Linked DNA regions of Sus scrofa: region 2 is linked to region 1. A link is a contact called in public Hi-C data. All regions are on one chromosome and are shown on one strand. Each heading gives the region's core, a stretch centred on a gene start, on an enhancer-like site or on the middle of the called end of the contact. The rest is flanking DNA. Distances are from core to core; before and after follow the strand shown. Region 1 overlaps NTN1 (netrin-1). Region 2 overlaps STX8 (a long non-coding RNA gene).

Region 1 (4,816 bases), core at 1,198-3,697:
CTCGGTGCTTGGCACATGGTTGTGCCTCAATACCTACTTACCAGATTGAATCATATTGAGTTCGGGTGGACCAGCAAAGCAGGTTTGTGGGCATGACTCTTAAGCAAGACCAGACATGGGTTACTTTTGTTCCTTTACTGATTGCAGAATTCTCCATGTTTGTGGTGTGCCTTTCCAAAAGGAACGCACTGTTCTTAAGAATTGCACATGTATACTTGTTGGCCTTTTGCATTCGCCAGCACCGACCCAGTGACATCTGGCACTTTTGGCAAGAGGCCTGGCCCTCGGGACACTGTCGTGAGCAAACAGGGACTGAGCCGTAGGCTGGCCGTATCTAGACATCCAGCCCAGGGTCCATGCCCGCGACCTGGCCAGGTGTGTGGAGAACTTAGCCTCGCCTTACGTGACATAGATGAAGCCTGGATTTCATGGTGTGCCCTGGGTGGACGGGAGGCTTGGAGACGCAGCCATGTAGATGCTGAGTTCCCCCTGTGTCTTCTCGTAAGAGAGAATAAGAAATATGACAAGGTGCTTAACTTCAGTAGTCATCAGGGAAATGCAGAATGACAGCCACAAGGCACTGCCACTGCCTTCCCACCAGAATGGCTAAAAGGAAAAAGAGAGTCCGACGTACTGGTGACATAACCCTGCTAGCAGAAGTGTACGCTGCTCCAGCCGTTTTGGAAAACTGGCTTTTCCTACTAAAGCTGATAATGGGACACCCCGTGACTCAGCAGTTCCGCTTCTAGGTATAGACCCATCAGAAATGTGTGCATGTGGAGTTCCTGTTGTGGCTCAGAGGGTTTCAAGGACCCAACGCTGTCTCTGTGAGGGTGCAGGTTTGATCCCCAGCCTAGCTCAGTGGGTTAAGAATCCAGTGTTGCCGTGAGCTGCAGTGTAGGTTGCAGCTGCAGCTTGGATCCTGCGTGGCTGTGGCTGTGGCTGCTGCTGTGGCTGTGGCTGGCAGCTGCAGCTCCGATTCGACCCCTAGCCTGGGAACGTCCATATGCCACGGGTGTGGCCTTTAAAAGAAGAAAAACAACCAAGCAAAGAACTGTGTCCATATGCTTCTGAGAGATGGGTGTGAGAATGTATAGCAGCAGTATCTGTGATAATCCCAAACCGGACACTAGCCATCTAGCCGTAAACCCCCATCACCAAAGGAACAGAAAATCAGTTGTGACATTTCATACAGTGAAATACGGTACGAGAGTGCGTGTGATTAACTCACAGCTACATGCAGCCGTAACCCAGACACTGGGCGGAGTGAGAGAAGTCATGCCACCCGTGTCAAGTGAAACGAAAACAACGCAGGCAAAACCCATGTATTTTGCCCTTGGAAGTCAGGACACTGGTTGCCCTGCTTGGGAGGGGGAGGTGGCAACATGAGGGGACTTCTGGGGGGAGGGGGGTGGCTTCTCACTGGTGCTGAGGACACGGCGTTTTCAGTTTGTGACCATTCCACGAGCAGGACGCTTCTCCGAGCAATTTCCTGCCACGTGGTGTCTGTCGGGAACGCGTTCAGAAGGAATCGACAGGGTGTGAGGCCCCCGAGCATTCGAAGCAGGGGCTCGGATAGGTATTTGTACCCCTGGGCCCCTAGCAGTGTTATTCGCAGTCGCCAAACCGCAGATGCCAGCCCAGGGCCCGTCCGTGGACGGATGGATGAACAAAATGTGGTCTCGCTGCAGAAGCGGCCGCTGCTCGGGCTTCAAGAAGGACGCGGTGCTGCTACCGCTTGGAGGAACCTTGACGCCGTTACGCTTAGTGAAATGAGTCCGACCCAAGGGGACAGAGGCTGGACTTCTCCGAGGCCCTTGGGGTCTTCCCATGCATGGAGTCACAAGGTGGCCTGGTGGTTGCCAAGGGCTGGGGAGCGGGGTTTGGGGGTCACTGTTTTGCGCCGGTCGAATTTCAGTTTGGGAAGGCGAAGCGGCTCTGGCAAGAGCCGGCTGGTGATGGTTGCGCCGCACGAAGGTATTTCGTGCCGCCGAACGGCGCTCAGAGGTGGTCAGGGCGGTAACTGGCTTGCAGGGTGTGTTTTACCGAAGGAAAAAAACAGCCGGACGCAAGCACTGATGGGCAGACCAGAGTCCCTGTGCGGAGGGATGCAAGCGAGGCCTGGGAGGGGACGTCAAGTGCGCGGGGCTCTGGGGACCCCTCCTGGGGTGGGGAGGGCCTGACGTGACCTTGGAGGTGGCCGTGGGGGCAGAGCCGCCCGGCAAACAGGCTGACGTGTCGAAACTGGCACACTCGGGGGGTGCTCGTGCCAGCCCCAGGGCAGCTGCTCTCTGGCTGGCACCCCAGGGTCCAGCCTTGGCCTCCTCAGCGCCCGGGCCTGGCCGTGTTCTGACCTTGCTGCAGCATTCCCGGCAGGGCCTGGAGACCAGGAGACCTCAGAGCAGGCGACCGGCCCCTGGCAGGGCAGGGTTTCCCACATGGGCCTTATTCTGCGGAGTGGTGAGAAGTTGGAACCGCAGTTCTGACTTGACAGCCAGGGCCTGCTGCCCGCAGGACATTGCAGTCAGAGTCAAGTTCCTGCACCCGAGGGCTGGACCATGCCAGGCTGAGGCCCCTGGCACAGCCAACGCCTCCAAGTGGAGCAGGGCTGGGTGACCCGCCACTGGGGGAACAGAGGCCCTGCTGACTGTGTGGGCGGCAAGGGATCCAGCCCCCAGGGGCATGGGGAGGCAGCCTGTGCTCAGGGCCCGCTGGGGGCAGAGCTCCTGCTTCCTGTCTGGGCCAGAACCCTGGGGAGCTGTGGGCAGGTGTTCTGTTTTGAGCGTCTGCTTTGGCATGGGGAGGCGTGGTGAGAACTCTTTTACCAGCAGGGACAGACTTCCCAGAAAGGCCGTGTCCTGACACCTAGATTTCTAGGGCCAGCCTGGCCGGTCAGCCCCGGCCACTCTGCTCATCCCAGGTTGGCCGCCTCTTTGGAGCTTTTTCTGGGGCGTCTCTGGAGCCTGGAGCAGGGAAATGGTGGCCTGAGAGACGCATGGACATTTCTAGACTAGAAAAGAATGCTCTCAGGAGTTCCTGTTGTGGCTCAGCGGTGACAAATCCGACTAGTATCCATGAGGACGCAGGTTTGATCCCTGGCCTCGCTCACTGGGTTAAGGATCTGGCGTTGCTGCAAGCTGCAGCATAGGTCTCAGACACGGCTCAGGTCTGGTGTTGCTGTGGCTGTGGCGTGGGTCACAGGTGCAGCTGCAATTCGACCCCAAGCCTAGGGACTTTCATATGCCGCAGGTGTGGCTGTAAAAAGAAAGAAGGCTCTCAGAGTTCCCCGGTGGCTCAGCGGGTTAAGGACCTGGCCTTGTCACTGCTGTGGTTTGGGGTCACTGCTATGGCGCAGGTTCCATCCCTGGTCCAGGAACGTCCACATGCTGCAGGTGTGCCCCCCCCGCAAAGGAAAAGAACGCTCTCAGCTGGCAGGTGGATGTAGGAGGCATTAATCCAGGATAATTCTTCCTGCTGAGACAGTTTTGTTATAACTCTCCGGAGACGTGGGCGGTCTGTGTGCTCGTGGTATTACCCCTGGCCTCTGCATGGAGAGCAGGGGGTCGGGGGAGGGCTCCGAGTTAAGGAGGAACCTCAAAGATTTTTTTTTTGGTTCCTTGGGATCTGGTAGCTCTCCTTCTTTGTCTCTCTCTTGCTGTTTGTGCTGTTGATAGAGGACAGATAATCTGTCTCTGGTTTGTTAGCAGCGGTGGGAATCCTCCCCTTGCCCCCAAACCCATGGGTGGGGTGGCAGCCCAAAGATGGAGGGGAGTGGGTTGAAGAGAAGGACAAAGAAAAGGATGAGTGGGGAGCAGGTGGGCCCTCGCGTTCTGATCAGAGCTTTGCTAGTCTGGGGCTGGGGGACCAAGAAGTCCTCCGGGCTGTTGTTTCCCAAAGTGTGGGCTCTGGCTGCAAGAGCAGCACCTGGGAACTTGTTTCCAGTGCCAAGGATGGGGCCCCACCTCAGACCCACTGAATCAGAACTTGCTTTTTTTTTTGTCTTTTTTCACCTTTTCTTGAGCTGTTCCCGCGGCATATGGAGGTTCCCGGCTAGGGGTCCCATCGGAGCTGTAACCACCGGCCTACACCACAGGCACAGCAACACAGGATCCAAGCCACGTCTGCGACCTACATCACAGCTCATGGCAACGCCAGATCCTTAACCCACTGAGCAAGGCCAGGGAGAGCACTCACACCTTCAATTTTTTTTTTCAACATTCACATTTTTGAGCAGGACAGGCAGGATCAAACCTGCAACCTCATGGTTCTAGTCGGATTCGTTAACCACTGCACCACGACGGGAACTCCAGAACTCGCATTTTAACAAGATTCTCCAGGTGACTCGTGTGCCCCTTGAAGTCTGGGGAGCGCTAAATGGGTCACACTTCCCGGCCCAGAGATGTGCAGTGGCTTGCCTGTGATCCCACAGCTGGTTCGTCCCGGGGTGGGACCTCTTCCTGCTGTGGAGGTGCGATGGGCGGTACGGTCTGATATTTGGTACTAGGATTCGTGCCTGGATGCATCCCGTGCATTTTATGTCTTGGGGACAAAAGTTTTGACGTCGGAGATCTGCTTCCGAGTTAAGGCACAGAGCTGACCACCCTAAGTACAGTGGGCTTGATTTGTCATCCGGTCCCTGTCATTTCAGAACATACTTTGTTCGGTCATCGCCACCACCACCCACCACCACCACCACCATCATCACAGCACTGGCCCTTTATCAAGCACCTCCTGGGATCCATGCCCCGTGCTTGACACACAGGATCTCTCACCTGTCACCCCAACGCATGCTAATCTCATTTCAAAACAGAGGCTC
Region 2 (4,816 bases), core at 1,184-3,683, 150 kb after region 1:
CTCTGCCGACAAATTCCATCTTTTACTCCGCAATCAAGATGTGGACAAGTTAAGAACACTGTTCCTACATGAAGGTGGTTTTTCCCCTGTTGAGAAACTAGTCACCCCTGGCTGTTTGAAAGAGAATGCTCAGACTTTTCATTTCGTGGGATTAAAGAATACATTTAAGATAAGTCCGCACCACACCGACTTGAAATGAAATGGAGAATTCTTGCCAGAGATGGGAGATGCGATTTTCACTTCCTAAGCTTAAACAGACTCCTTTTTTTTTTTTTTTAACAGCCGCGTCTGCAGCATACGGACATTCCTGGGCTAGGGGTCGAATCGGAGAGGCAGCTGCCAGCCTACTCCACAGCCACGCCAGGTCTGTGACCTACACCACCGCTCGTGGCAGTGCCAGATCCTGAGCCCACCGAGCAAGGCCAGAAATTCACCTGCATTCTCATCAGCACTGTGTCAGGTTCCTCACCTGCTAAGCCGCAGCGAGAATTCCTGGACGCGTCGTTTAACATTAAAAACAACCTTCGTGAGCAACAAAGTGTTTCCCACAACTTCGGTCCGCGGGGGTTACAGTTCCTTTCATTTCTGGAATTGTTAATCAAACATAAAATTATCATCATCTATTCCAGAAAATCGGATGGCAACGAACCCGAGTAACGTTCGAGGATTTTTCTTTTGAGGCCGAGAGCCAGCAAGGACGGTGCTGGAAAAGGCTATTTCACTCTGGGGCATTTCCTCAGCAGGGGAAATGATTTCTGAGAATACTGAAGCCTTTTTTATTCTAAAGCAGGCTAGCGACACCTGTACACAATCTTTCTAGACGACAATAAGACTTTTCTGAGGTTTCATGTCATGACCATTTAATTTAATAGCTCTGAGAGTTTAAACAGGACACTAATACCTCAGTGAACTGGCACGATTGGTGAATTGGGGATTCCAGTTAACTTAATTTTTCCATCAACTAATAGAAACCCATTTATGCAAGGAAATTTCCTCGGCAGGATACAGGGGAATCTGGACATCCCTTGCTGGTACGGACAATTGTAGGTTTTGTCTCTCGGTTTTACTTTTTTTTTTTTTTTTAAAGAAAAGACTGGCATTTGCCTCTCATAAATCTTCAAATTAATAAGCCAATAACCAACCGCATGTCCCATGTCTCACCCCCAAAATAGGTAAAGTTTAACTGGGAGAGTCTTAGTTTAACTTCACCGAGGAAAATAAAATATATCCCTCGCATCCATGGAACAGGCTGGGCGCCGATCTGCACCCAAGGGCTACAGAGATAAACGCTATGTGTTTTTTGGGCCTTAGAAGCTCAGGGTTTACATAGAAATGAAGTTGAAAACTTCAGAAGCTGGGAGAAACGACAGGTGTGGAAAATTTTCTTTCTTTAAAAAGCAGAAAACGTGACCCTTGCTTTTGAAAAATCAAGCCCAATGAAATGTACTTTTGGAGATAATTACTGAAAAGAACGTTGCCTCGAATCTTTAAACCAGCAGCATAAGGACGGAGTTTATATCCTGATTTCAACTTAGCAGAATTAGAAAGCTTTGGAAGTTCTCAGAGGGGGACAGGTAGATGAGTGAAAAGCTAGGAAACTTTCTGATGGGACCTGCCTGGGCTCAAAGGCCCTGGGGGCGTCCTCAGCCTTTGGCTAGTTTTTTGTTTCAATTAACAGACGCAAAGCCGTTCAAAGGCATGGCCTGGGCCTTGGTTCCTTCCCTCTGATGGTTTCCAGCAGGCAACCTTGGCCTTGGCATCTGAAGTGTCCTGGAATGCTAGGTTCCACTACTCCCTGCTCCCCGGGCCTCAGCCCACTGGTGACTCTGAGCCAGTGGTTCCAGGATGGGGCCCAGGAATTTGCATTTTTAGTCAGACCATCATGGAATCCTTATCACGGAGGACACTGGAAAATGCGGCCCTGGATAATGGGACTTTGCCGAAGGACGGGGGTGGGGGTGCAGGAGCTGGGAGGGGGAAGGTACATGCCCAGGCCCCGGGGTCAGCAAATCCTGGGGCTGGCCCCAGAATCTGCATTCTCTTATAAGGCCCCAGGCAACATCTGGTCAGCAGAAACTTGTCTCTGGCTGCCAAGGTGCCATCTCTACTCTGCCAACGCCGGACATTGAGCAGCCAGAATCAAGAGAAGCTCAGGCTGTTGTGACCCCAGGTGGAGCATCCTGGACTTGCTGGTCGGCTTGGGCCCAGGCTGCTTCCTGCAGCTCCCGGTCTCCCCTGGATGAGCCGTTTCTCCAAGGCCTGCCTCCAGGAGCCGGGGTTCAGCCCAAAGCCCTCCAGACCACGGGGAGCCCGCCTGGCCCTACTCGGGGCAGATCGAGGCCTCCACTGGTGTGACTCTGAAGCAGTGATCACCTGAGGGCAACAGGAGGAGTGGCAGAAGGGCTCGTGGAAAGGTCACGGCCTGGTTCAATCACGCCTGGAAACCGCCACGGAGACGATGACACGAACCAACGCCTGGCTGTAAACAGACACACTGTTTACCACCAATCCCTCGGAAATAAACCTGTCTGCACACACAGTTGCTCCGGTAGGCGCGCTCAGAAAAACAAACAACTTGCAACACAAACAATACCTTCACACATTTCCCCTTCGCAAGTGACTAATGCACCCTATACCGAGAGGCTGCGACGGATGTCTTCTGGAATTCCCACGTTACGGGCCTCATGCTTGCCAAAAACTCTACAGCCCTCCCGAGAAGGCCAAGGGGAATGCCAGACCTGGTGGGGCTGGAAGAAAGGCAAACTGGGGCGCGATCACGAAGGGATCAAACACTCGCCTCGACTGCTTCCCGCATTTCATCCCCAGGGGTTCAACTCCGAAAGCGGCTCTTGATTTCAAACCTCGGCCCACGTGGCTCAAATGTGCAACTTACATATTCGGTATGAAAACAAAGTTATTTAACTGTTAGCACAGATTCTTCTCTGAGAGAGACAAGGCGAGGCACATGTTCCGGCCCACACACACACACACCCACACACACTCACACACACTAATCTTTGACTCTAAATATTGATCTATGACATGCAATTATTTTGGCTTCGGAAGGCTAGGCTGTCTGCTGTGTTGGGGTGGGGTGGGCAGTTGCCCAAAAAAATTGTCTTGAACACCGCCAGGGCTGAACATATTTGTGTGTAAGCTGGAGGTTTTTTCTTTTCTTTTTTTTTTAAATGCATGTGTAATACAAATAGTTCTTTTTCATTTGGGAAAGAAAAAAGCACTTAAAAAAAAAAAAAAGGTTTGGTGGGGAGGCTTTGCAGCGGTATTTCACCTCAATACATCTTTCAACTTTGATGGCTCGTAAGCTCACGGCTTGGTTCTCGTCTTCAACCTTCAGACAAACTCTAAGCTGTCCGCAGCAGCTGCAGAGGCCGGGTCTTTAAATGAAATAAAGAAATAATTGCTTCGGGGAACAAAGGGAAGGGGGGAAAAAAAGGCCTGTTAGCTGCACTAGGCGGCCCCTCGGGATCGTGTGTGGTATGTGCGCCTGATGGATGTTGCTCGGTGTGGTCAGAGGGAAGCCTGAGCAATCCCGGAGACTCAGAACAAGCGTGATGCGGGCGAAAGAGCGCAGGTTTCAGGGGCACACCTGGGCTCAAATCTCGGCTCCGCTACCGAGAGCTCCGTGACCTTGGCAGAGGGCCTCTGCCTTGGGGCGGTCTGCCTTCCTCATCTGCAGGATGGGATGACGTGACGTCAGAGGGGGGCCCGTGTGGGTGCTGCGCTGCTCCCATCAAACACGGCAAATCGAATACCCACGGTTACCCCTACCCCTCACTGCTCCCCCCACCCCAAAACGCCACCTCCCGTGGGAGAAACGGTATAAACCCATAACCCAAAGAACACGGCAGAAAGTGACATCCAATCAGACACATCAATACAGTGTTGGGGAGCTCCCTTTGTGTGTGGCTCAGCGGGTTAAGAACCTGACATAGTGTCCGTGAGGATGTGGGTTCGATCCCTGGCTTTGCTCTGTGGGTTAAGGATCTGGCGTGGCCAAAAGCTGCAGCATAGCCTGAAGATGCAGCTTGGGTTTGACGTGGCTATGGCTGTGGCGAAAGCCAGCAGCTGCAGCTCCAATTCAACCCCTGGCCCAGGAACTTCCATATGCCACAGGTGCAGCCCTAAAAAAAAAAAAAAGTAAAAATACAGTGTTGGAAGACAGACAGCCCATGGACAAGGGATGGATGACTTAGAAGATGAAACAAACAATCGAGTAGGAGTTGGGGGGTGGGGGGTAGGGACCAAAAGAGCAGTTGGCTGTTGCACCAGACCCCTGGCAAGGCTCAGGGATGGGAGGCACCAGGTACTTCTGAAGGCAGAGCTAACAACAGGGGGCTGGCTGAGGACTACATGAGGACCAAGGACAGCCCAGGTCCCCCCAGCATCCCCACAAGCAGCCAAGTTGCCTCTGCACCATCCTCTGGGGAAGAGGTTCAGTGGAGGACCCGGAGACAGAGGAGTTCTGATCAATACAGGGCAACAGGTGCAGGAGGAGGAAGGGATAAGGCGAGGGCTACATGTCCAGCACACGTCTTAATGGGGAATGGTGAGCTCTCGTCCCCTCCCCATTATCAGGCTCCCGGATGCTAACAGCTAAGCCTCTATCCATCAGGCAGGAGCTCACAGGGCTCCACTCAGCAGAAAGGCACTCGCCAAAAAGACAAGACCCACAGACACCAGCATCTGGGGTCCGCAGTGAAACGACTAGGTCCTTCCATGTCTGGTAATCGCTTATGAAACCTACGACTCAACACACCCCACCCAAGCATAGAGTACGTTCTGTGGCTCCTTAGTG

What was found. A called contact is a pair of places that touch in the nucleus more often than the background predicts.
Region 2: a Hi-C map of liver shows a contact between it and region 1, with 1.9 times the contacts expected there. The contact joins two enhancer-like sites. A contact is called at or near these places in 5 of 47 Hi-C or Micro-C datasets (epiblast stem cells, liver and skeletal muscle) and 1 of 2 datasets of contacts at active chromatin or transcription factors (alveolar macrophages).

The regions. Positions count from the first base shown.
Region 1 is chr12:54,174,139-54,178,954 of Sscrofa11.1, forward strand. The region is part of intron 2 of NTN1 (netrin-1); the gene reads left to right. Among named protein-coding and RNA genes, the nearest start is that of TRNAE-UUC, 21 kb to the left of the region's middle. Within about 2 kb of position 2,448, at least 7 of the 83 cell types and tissues checked have an H3K27ac peak or open chromatin away from gene starts, as enhancers often do. A contact at or near this core is called in liver, where this site is marked.
Region 2 is chr12:54,324,863-54,329,678 of Sscrofa11.1, forward strand. The region is part of intron 7 of STX8 (a long non-coding RNA gene); the gene reads right to left. It overlaps LOC110255886 (a long non-coding RNA gene), which reads right to left. Exons shown (of 2, transcript XR_002336846.1): 2 at 1,035-2,479. Among named protein-coding and RNA genes, the nearest start is that of TRNAE-UUC, 170 kb to the left of the region's middle. Within about 2 kb of position 2,434, at least 2 of the 83 cell types and tissues checked have an H3K27ac peak or open chromatin away from gene starts, as enhancers often do. A contact at or near this core is called in liver, where this site is marked.